2 separate regions of the Mus musculus genome follow, and region 1 is linked to region 2. The links are chromatin contacts, called in public ChIA-PET maps. All regions are on one chromosome and are shown on one strand. The core of a region is the stretch at or near the end of the contact, and the rest is flanking DNA. Distances in the headings are between cores, read along the strand shown.

The links. ChIA-PET counts read pairs in DNA pulled down with a chosen protein or histone mark.
Region 1: a contact with region 2 is called in an RNA polymerase II ChIA-PET map of memory CD8 T cells, with 158 read pairs. The contact joins the enhancer-like site here to the promoter of Rbm3os in region 2. A contact is called at or near these places in 5 of 39 promoter capture datasets (the C10 cell line, cranial neural crest, liver and 2 more), 5 of 115 datasets of contacts at active chromatin or transcription factors (T-cell acute lymphoblastic leukemia, embryonic forebrain, extraembryonic endoderm stem cells and 2 more) and 5 of 9 other capture datasets (adipose tissue, embryonic stem cells, liver and 2 more).

The regions. Positions count from the first base shown.
Region 1 is chrX:7,864,542-7,868,223 of GRCm38.p6, reverse strand. Otud5 (OTU domain containing 5) reads right to left here. Exons shown (of 9, transcript NM_138604.3): 3 at 645-709; 4 at 401-557; 5 at 153-301. Among named protein-coding and RNA genes, the nearest start is that of Pim2, 12 kb to the left of the region's middle. Within about 2 kb of position 2,268, at least 74 of the 459 cell types and tissues checked have an H3K27ac peak or open chromatin away from gene starts, as enhancers often do. A contact at or near this core is called in memory CD8 T cells and pro-B cells, where this site is marked.
Region 2 is chrX:8,143,376-8,146,918 of GRCm38.p6, reverse strand. Rbm3os (RNA binding motif protein 3, opposite strand) reads right to left here and starts at 1,492. Exons shown (of 3, transcript NR_033561.1): 1 at 1,188-1,492; 2 at 301-427. It overlaps Rbm3 (RNA binding motif (RNP1, RRM) protein 3), which reads left to right and starts at 1,039. Exons shown (of 7, transcript NM_001166410.2): 1 at 1,039-1,281; 2 at 1,847-1,964; 3 at 2,240-2,346; 4 at 2,972-3,071; 5 at 3,168-3,261. The coding sequence starts at 1,862.

The DNA.
Region 1 (3,682 bases), core at 1,019-3,518, 280 kb after region 2:
CATGGACAGGCAAATCAAAAGCTACAGAATGAGTTCTGATCAATGGTGACTCACTAATTTTATAGACAGGTGAAACTTAGGGGGAGACAGTTTTATGGTCTAAGGGCAGAGTCAATGATCCATATCTACCTGGGGCACAGGGACCCACTTACCCCTGGCTTAAATGACGGTAGGCCCAGCCCCACACCAATAGTGGCCTTGTTAGGATTCACCACTGAATTATAGTGGATATTCCGGTGGTAGCTGACACGGATGGGTTCATCTTCATTTTGATGGATCCCATGGAATGTGTTGATAGGTTCTGCAGAGAAAGAGAAGGAGGGAGCATCCACAGGGGGGCCCGGTATGGTTGGCTCTGATGAGGAACCATTAGTCCCTCACCTACCCACTACAGAAGTACCTGTGCTATATTGATACACCTCCACAGGACGGTTGTACATCTCTGCCATAGCCTGCATTTCAATGTGGTTGCCATGGCAGTTGTTTTTCCGCTTCCGGTTGATATAGGTGGTGAAGTCTTCTGTGACATAGTTGGAGAAGTAATCAGCGTTCTTCATCTGTGGAATAGATTGGAAAATTAAGGTTTGTGTGCAACGGGGGTCCCCCTACCCTCCTGCTGCCCCAAGGCCTCCCTTGGATCTCACCAGATAGTCCATGCAATGCTTTCGAACAACCTCATGCATGTCCTGGTCTCCATACACCTGGTCAGCTGGGGGTGTGAGGACAAAACAAAGGAGAGGATGGGGTCAGAGCTGTCACCACCAGAGCTCTGAGTCACAGAGTCATACAACAATCATTAGGGAGAAGACAGACTGAAGGACTAGGGAAACTCCCTTTTCTACACCAAGGCCTGAGCCTTCATTTGTGTTGTAAAGGAGTGGTGGAAATAACAAGCAAGGGCTGAAAACATGCTGAACATGCACAGATCAGCCAGGTGGCCTGGTACATGTCTACCATCCCAGCCCTCAGGATGTGCAAGTGGAATGGCCAGAAGATTATGTCAAGGCCAGGCTAGGCTACCTGTCTAAAAAAAAAAAAAAGTAGCAAAGTCAAACACTCTTGAAGAATGAAAGCGTATAGGGTAGACAGGTGAGAGTAGTACAGTCAAGGGCCAGCAAGATGCTCAGTGGATAAAGGCACTAGAGTACAATCCTCAAGACTCATACAGTTGAAGGAGAGAACCAAATTGCTCCCTTAACTTGTCCTCTGACCTCTACATGTAGTGACCATCCCAATCTCCATACCCACTAATAAAAATGAAATAACAAAAAGTTTTTAAGTTGGGCACAGTGGTGTATGCCTTTAATCCCAGGACTCGAGGCCAGCCTGGTCTACAGAGTGAGCTCCAGGACAGCCAGCGATAAACACAGAAACCCTGTCTCAGTGGGGGAAACAAAGGAGAGCAGTATATACCTATAATCAAGGCTGAGTCAAGAGAATTGCCAAGTTCAAAGCCTAGATCACCTGAGATCTAGTAAAACTCCATTTCAAGCCAAACCAAACGCTACATTCAATACCTACCACCACCACAAAAAAGATTAGAATCTTTTTTTTTTTTGAGATAGGGTCTCAGTCTATAGCTCTGACTGCTCTGCTACTTGATACATAGACTAGGATGGCCTCAAGCTCACAGAGTTCTGCCAGCCTCTGCCTTCTTAGTGATGGGATTAAAGGCTACCACCATGATTAGAATCTTTTCTTTCCTTTCCTTTCCTCTCTCCTTCCTGGCCCCCACTCTTTCTTTCCCAGAGTAGCCCTGGCTATCCTGAAGCTCATTCTGTAGACCAGGCTGACATTGAACTCCAGAGATCTACCTACCAGTCTCTGCCTCCTAGTGCTGGGATTAAAGAGGTGCGTCAACACACATGGCTATGATTAGAATTTTAAAAACTGAAGGGAAGGAAAACACTTTAAGTTCTGCCAAATAGTAACTAGTGAGGTAAACAGCCAGAGACAAATGACTCTCTGAGTTTCCTATGCCTCCTCTGTGAAGTGGAAAACAAACAGGTGTGACCTGACAGGTTTCTTGTGGACAATGTGGACAGTCTGTGTAAAGTGGTAGAACTCCTCTACCATCCAACTCAAAGGTGTACACAGACTGATTACACAAAGCCTCCACTGAAGATAAGGGGCAGCTCACACCTAAGCCCACCGGCAGCTCAGGACCTGATATAGTAAAAGAAATTGAGTACAGTTTGCTGAGCAGTCATATATGCTGAGGCACAGGAAGCAAGAGTTTCTTAATTAATGTGGGCTTGAAGATTAAGCAAACCTGACTTTCACTGGCTGCCTTGAAAAGGGAATTTCCCTGTGTTTCCCCAGAGATACACAGTTCTAATGGGATCCCCCTAGGGCACAGGGGCAGGGAATGCTAGGAATGGGAACGTGCCCACCAAGCAAGCCTGCCAGTCTATTTCTCTGAAGACTTGCCAGGGGTCTTCACTGCCCAGTGATTCCCTCCATGAGGGTTCTGTATAATACAGGAATCAAAGGCTGCACTGAGAGAGAAAGTGGGTAGCTCCAGCCTCAAGTCATCCCAGAGGTGACGATACCTGAGGGGTGGAGAAGGGGCTGTGAAGGCAGGAAGGGGTAGCCCCTTCACCGATGTAAACAAGGATGTGGCTTCTGTGGCCACACTCCCCCCTAAGTACTTCCAGTAAATCACATGTCCTGCATACAAGCTGGGGGTGGGGTGGGGGGCTGCTGCTGCCTTTCTTAGAAGCCAGGACCACAGAGGCTGCTGTGGCTGCCTAGGGTGCTAGAGGAGCTATTTTTGTAGGCTCAGTTTGGAGGCAGTGCAGTCTGCAGCTGCCATAAACAGGAACTAAGATGGGAATGAAAGGGTTAAATGGGGTGGGCTATCAGGCTCAGTGAGCTGGGCCAAATTAATGGGAAACATGGATCTCCTACAGAAGGTAACTTAGAGGCCTGGGATTTCTATTTGTCAGAGCTAGATGCCAGATTTGGGAATCCTTTATCTTGCCTTGGGGTCTGGTGAAAGTCCATGCCACCTCTTAGCTGTGCGGCACTGGACAAGGCCTTTCATCTGAGTTGAAATGCCCTCATCCATAAGTGGGGACAGTAACTCTTCTCCACTTAAAATGGTAAAGACTAGAGAGGAGAGATAGAAATATATTTCTATGGGAGAATATGGCATGCTAGGTTCAATCTTCAGTATGGGGATGGGACTACAAGACATCTGTCAAGTACCTAAAGCCTAAACAGTAGTCAAAACCAGGCACTCCAGGCCAGGAATGCTGGCACATATTCCCTGCACTCAGAAGGCAGAGGCTTTCTGTGAGTTCAAGGCTAGCCTAGTCTACATAGAGTTCCAGTACAGGAACAGCTAGAGCTATATAGAGACCCTGTCTCAAAACAACAAAACAAACAAAACCAGACACCCCATTTGTCATGAGGACAGCAACTCCTATCATACTGCTAGCGACCCAGCAGTCAGCTAGAGTGCTGAGAGAATTGCTTCTTAAGCCCTTCCTCATTTCTGTTGCACTTCCTCCCCCAGAGAAAAGCCCCAAAAGCAAAAAGGAGGTCTACCCCTCCTATTACAAGCACTACTAGTTCTTTTTTGTTTGTTTGTTTTTGTTTTTTTCGAGACAGGGTTTCTCTGCGTAGCCCTGGCTGTCCTGGAACTCACTCTGTAGACCAGGCTGGCCTCGAACTCAGA
Region 2 (3,543 bases), core at 243-2,742:
GACCTTAAACTAAAAGCAAAAGTATACAGCTAACGTAATAAGCTGCAGAAGAGTATCTTTGGGACCTGGGCAGGGAGGATTTCTTTAAAAGTACAGACACGCTGGTTGTGGTGATGATCCCAGCACTGAAGAGGCTGAGGCAAAAGTTTTATGAGTTCCAGGGTGACCTGAGCATACAGTGAGGGACAGACCACAGGGTGAGAAATATTAGAACAACAAAAAGTATTCAACTAAAGATAACTACTTACAAATTTAATAAAAATCCATGAAAATCACTGAGAAATGTGGGAATAAGCTTACCAGGAATTACAGATGAATGGCATCCAAAGGGTAGCAAATCGATTTGTGGTGGGGTTGGTGGAGGAGTGGGAGGCAGGCCTTTACAATGTTGAACAAATTTATTCTAGGAGTCAACAATGTAGAGTTCCTGGAGGCAAACAAGTTATTAGGCACTGAAGGCTGGGAAAGATCACATCGTCAGGCAGTGGACTTAGACACTACTTGCTATGGATTTCATTATGTACTGCAAAAGTTCATCCTTTCGATCAAGACCCAGTATCCCGAATAGAGAGTAAAATTCGTTTAGTGGATTGAGATTTGCATCCTTTGAAGCTAGGCTACCTGGCTTGCTGAACGCATTATCAGGCGTAAAGAGACTGTCAGATAAGGATGCAAACTTAAGTCAGAGGATGACACCAAGGGAAGGAGTCCGCTAACACACAGCTATATGTTAGGAGGAGGGGCTAAGCATTCGGAAATGTAAGGTTTGACAGGAAGAACTCTGAAGGCCTCGGGGCCTTAAGGGATATGCAGTTAAAGGTCTAAAAAGAAAAGATTGGTTTCTGAGGACGGCAGTTCGCTGGCACCGACCTACTGTCAGTTAGGACTTCCTATGGAAAGGGAGAGATGACGTCAAAAACACTGAAAATGACGTCAGGGAGGAAAAGGCTCTATGGATCCAACCGTTTGAGATGGAAAGGGGGCCAGTCTCTCGGGCAGAAAGGAGATGCTTATAGGAGAACGCACTGAACTCATAAAGCTCCTCTCGATTCCCGGAAGCGGCGAGGCAAATTGCTGCCTCCGCCTTCCTCGTCCTCTTCCCAACCCCCCCCCCCCGCTGGCCTCAACCAATGAGCACGCACGCCAGGGCGCGCTGGGGGACGTTGTGTGACGTCTCGGCTACGCACGCTTTATCAGGCGTCTTCCCGCGCCGCAGTCTCTCTGTTCTCCCGGTTCCTTCGAGCTCGTCGTCTCTGCCGTCCTCTGACTTTTAATTTCCAGGTAAGCGCCTTCGCCTTGCTCAGCGCTCGTTCCCCACCTCACTTCCTTGCCCTCTATGGGCGAGGGACGAGGGCAGGAAGAGTTGTGGCCGCTGATATGTGGGCTTGAGCTTTGAGGAGGGTTAGTCCCAGGCTCGAAGGCAAAAATGTATTCATTGTGAGGCGGGCGTGCTGCATCGGAACGGGAGAAATGCCGGAAGGCACGGGCTCGGGCGGCGGCGGGGACCACGCGCCAACCTGTACCGGCTGTCCCTTCCCACGTGACCGCCGCCATCTTGTTCTGCGGGGAAAGAGGAAATGCAATGCTGCTGTAGGCCTGCGCGACCGTACAAAATGACGGGCGTGGCAGCCTGGGATGTTGTGGGCATGCGCGATAGGAGTCATCAAATGGCGGATGGGCTCACCCAGCCTTGCTGGTTCCCGCCTTTTCTGCTCCCGAGCCTCTTGCCATTTGAATTGTCTCTTTTAACCCATTTTCTGTCTTCGCTGTAATTCTCTGTATCCGGATATTGTACACCTCACTACCTGCCACATTGACTCCCCAATAATTCGTGCACTCCCTTTAGGACTTGCCTTCTGCCATGTCGTCTGAAGAAGGGAAACTCTTCGTAGGAGGGCTCAACTTCAACACCGATGAACAGGCACTTGAAGACCACTTCAGCAGCTTTGGGCCTATCTCTGAGGGTGAGCCATGGACCAGCCCCGGGGTTGAGGGTTGGTGGAGAAGAGCTAGTCTAGAACTAAAACCTGAAATTCTCTTTAACTTCCATGTCTGTACGGTAACGGTTAGGCTGAAATAAATTCAGTTGGATACAGGATTTTTTTTTTTTTAAACAGGAGCGGGGGGGTTGGCGGGGTCCTAATTCTCCCAAGTGCTATTTGATCTGTGGCTGTGCCTGGCTATTACTTTCTACTTAGATGTTAGGGTTCTAACATTTGTCTTTCTGCCCCTCCCCCAGTGGTTGTTGTCAAGGACCGGGAGACTCAAAGATCCCGGGGTTTTGGCTTCATCACCTTCACAAACCCAGAGCATGCCTCAGATGCGATGAGAGCTATGAATGGAGAGGTGAGGCCTCCTGCCTGCACAGGGGCCGTCTCCCTGTCTGCCACTTTCTTCGTTCTTTCTGTTTTCCCTCTATGTCTGCCAGGGGCAGCGTGGCCACTCACAGGAGCATGACTGCCTTCTGTTCTAGGGGGTGGAGGGCAGCGGCAGACAGAGCCGGGCTGCCTGGGAGGCGACGACTGGTCCTGCATGAGGCGGAGAAGCCACCTGTGGATGGTTGACCTGCTCTGGGCTTAGGTAGTAGAGTCTGCAGAGCTGTGGGCCTGGCAGAGGACCGGAGAGGACCTCGTGAGTCTGCTGGGATGGACTCTGAAGCCTCAGACCGAGAGAGGTGTCTAGCCCTAATAGTCGGGCAGCTTAGAGGAGTGGGGAGGATACGTCAGCCTGAGTTCAGTCAAGATGTAAGTAGTAGCAGGGGAGACCGGTGGATTCAGGTCTTTTTGTGGGATTCCATAGCTCCTGGTGAAGCCATTCTGGTCAGCGGAGCTTGGCTTGGACGAGGCACCCAGAATTTGGTGCCCAGCAGGAATTTCTGGGCTCTTGCCTACACCTACCTGCCTGTGCCCATTCTTCCCTCATCCCTACTGTGACTGACAATTCCTTGTGTCTGTCTCCTTCCCATACCTAGTCCCTGGATGGGCGCCAAATCCGAGTTGATCATGCAGGAAAGTCTGCCAGGGGATCCAGAGGGGGTGCCTTTGGTGGGCGTGGTCGCAGTTACTCTAGAGGTAAGTGCAGTCATGGTTTGATTATGAGATTAAGTAGCGCTATTTAATGTTAAGAGCCTATGTCTGAACAGCTACTATTTGAATATTTTTCTGTAGGTGGTGGAGACCAGGGATATGGAAGTGGAAGATATGACAGTCGTCCTGGAGGATATGGATATGGGTATGGGCGGTCTAGAGACTACAGTGGCAGGTGGGTATTGAGAGGTTGGGATAGTCAGGTACCAGTGTTTTTAAATCTAGTTTATGCTGAAAATGGGAATTTTACATAGTGCTCATATTTTATGTATCCTGTTTATTATACATTTTTTAAGAGTATTATGTGGCTTGGATATATCAAAGGTCAATTGCCCGTGCCCACCATGTACCAATCTCAAGAATACAGTCTCCATCACCTGAAAACTGACTAACATTTCTATTGTGAATCTGCTATTATGAAACATGACATGTATAGTTTTTAGTGTTTAATGTCTAC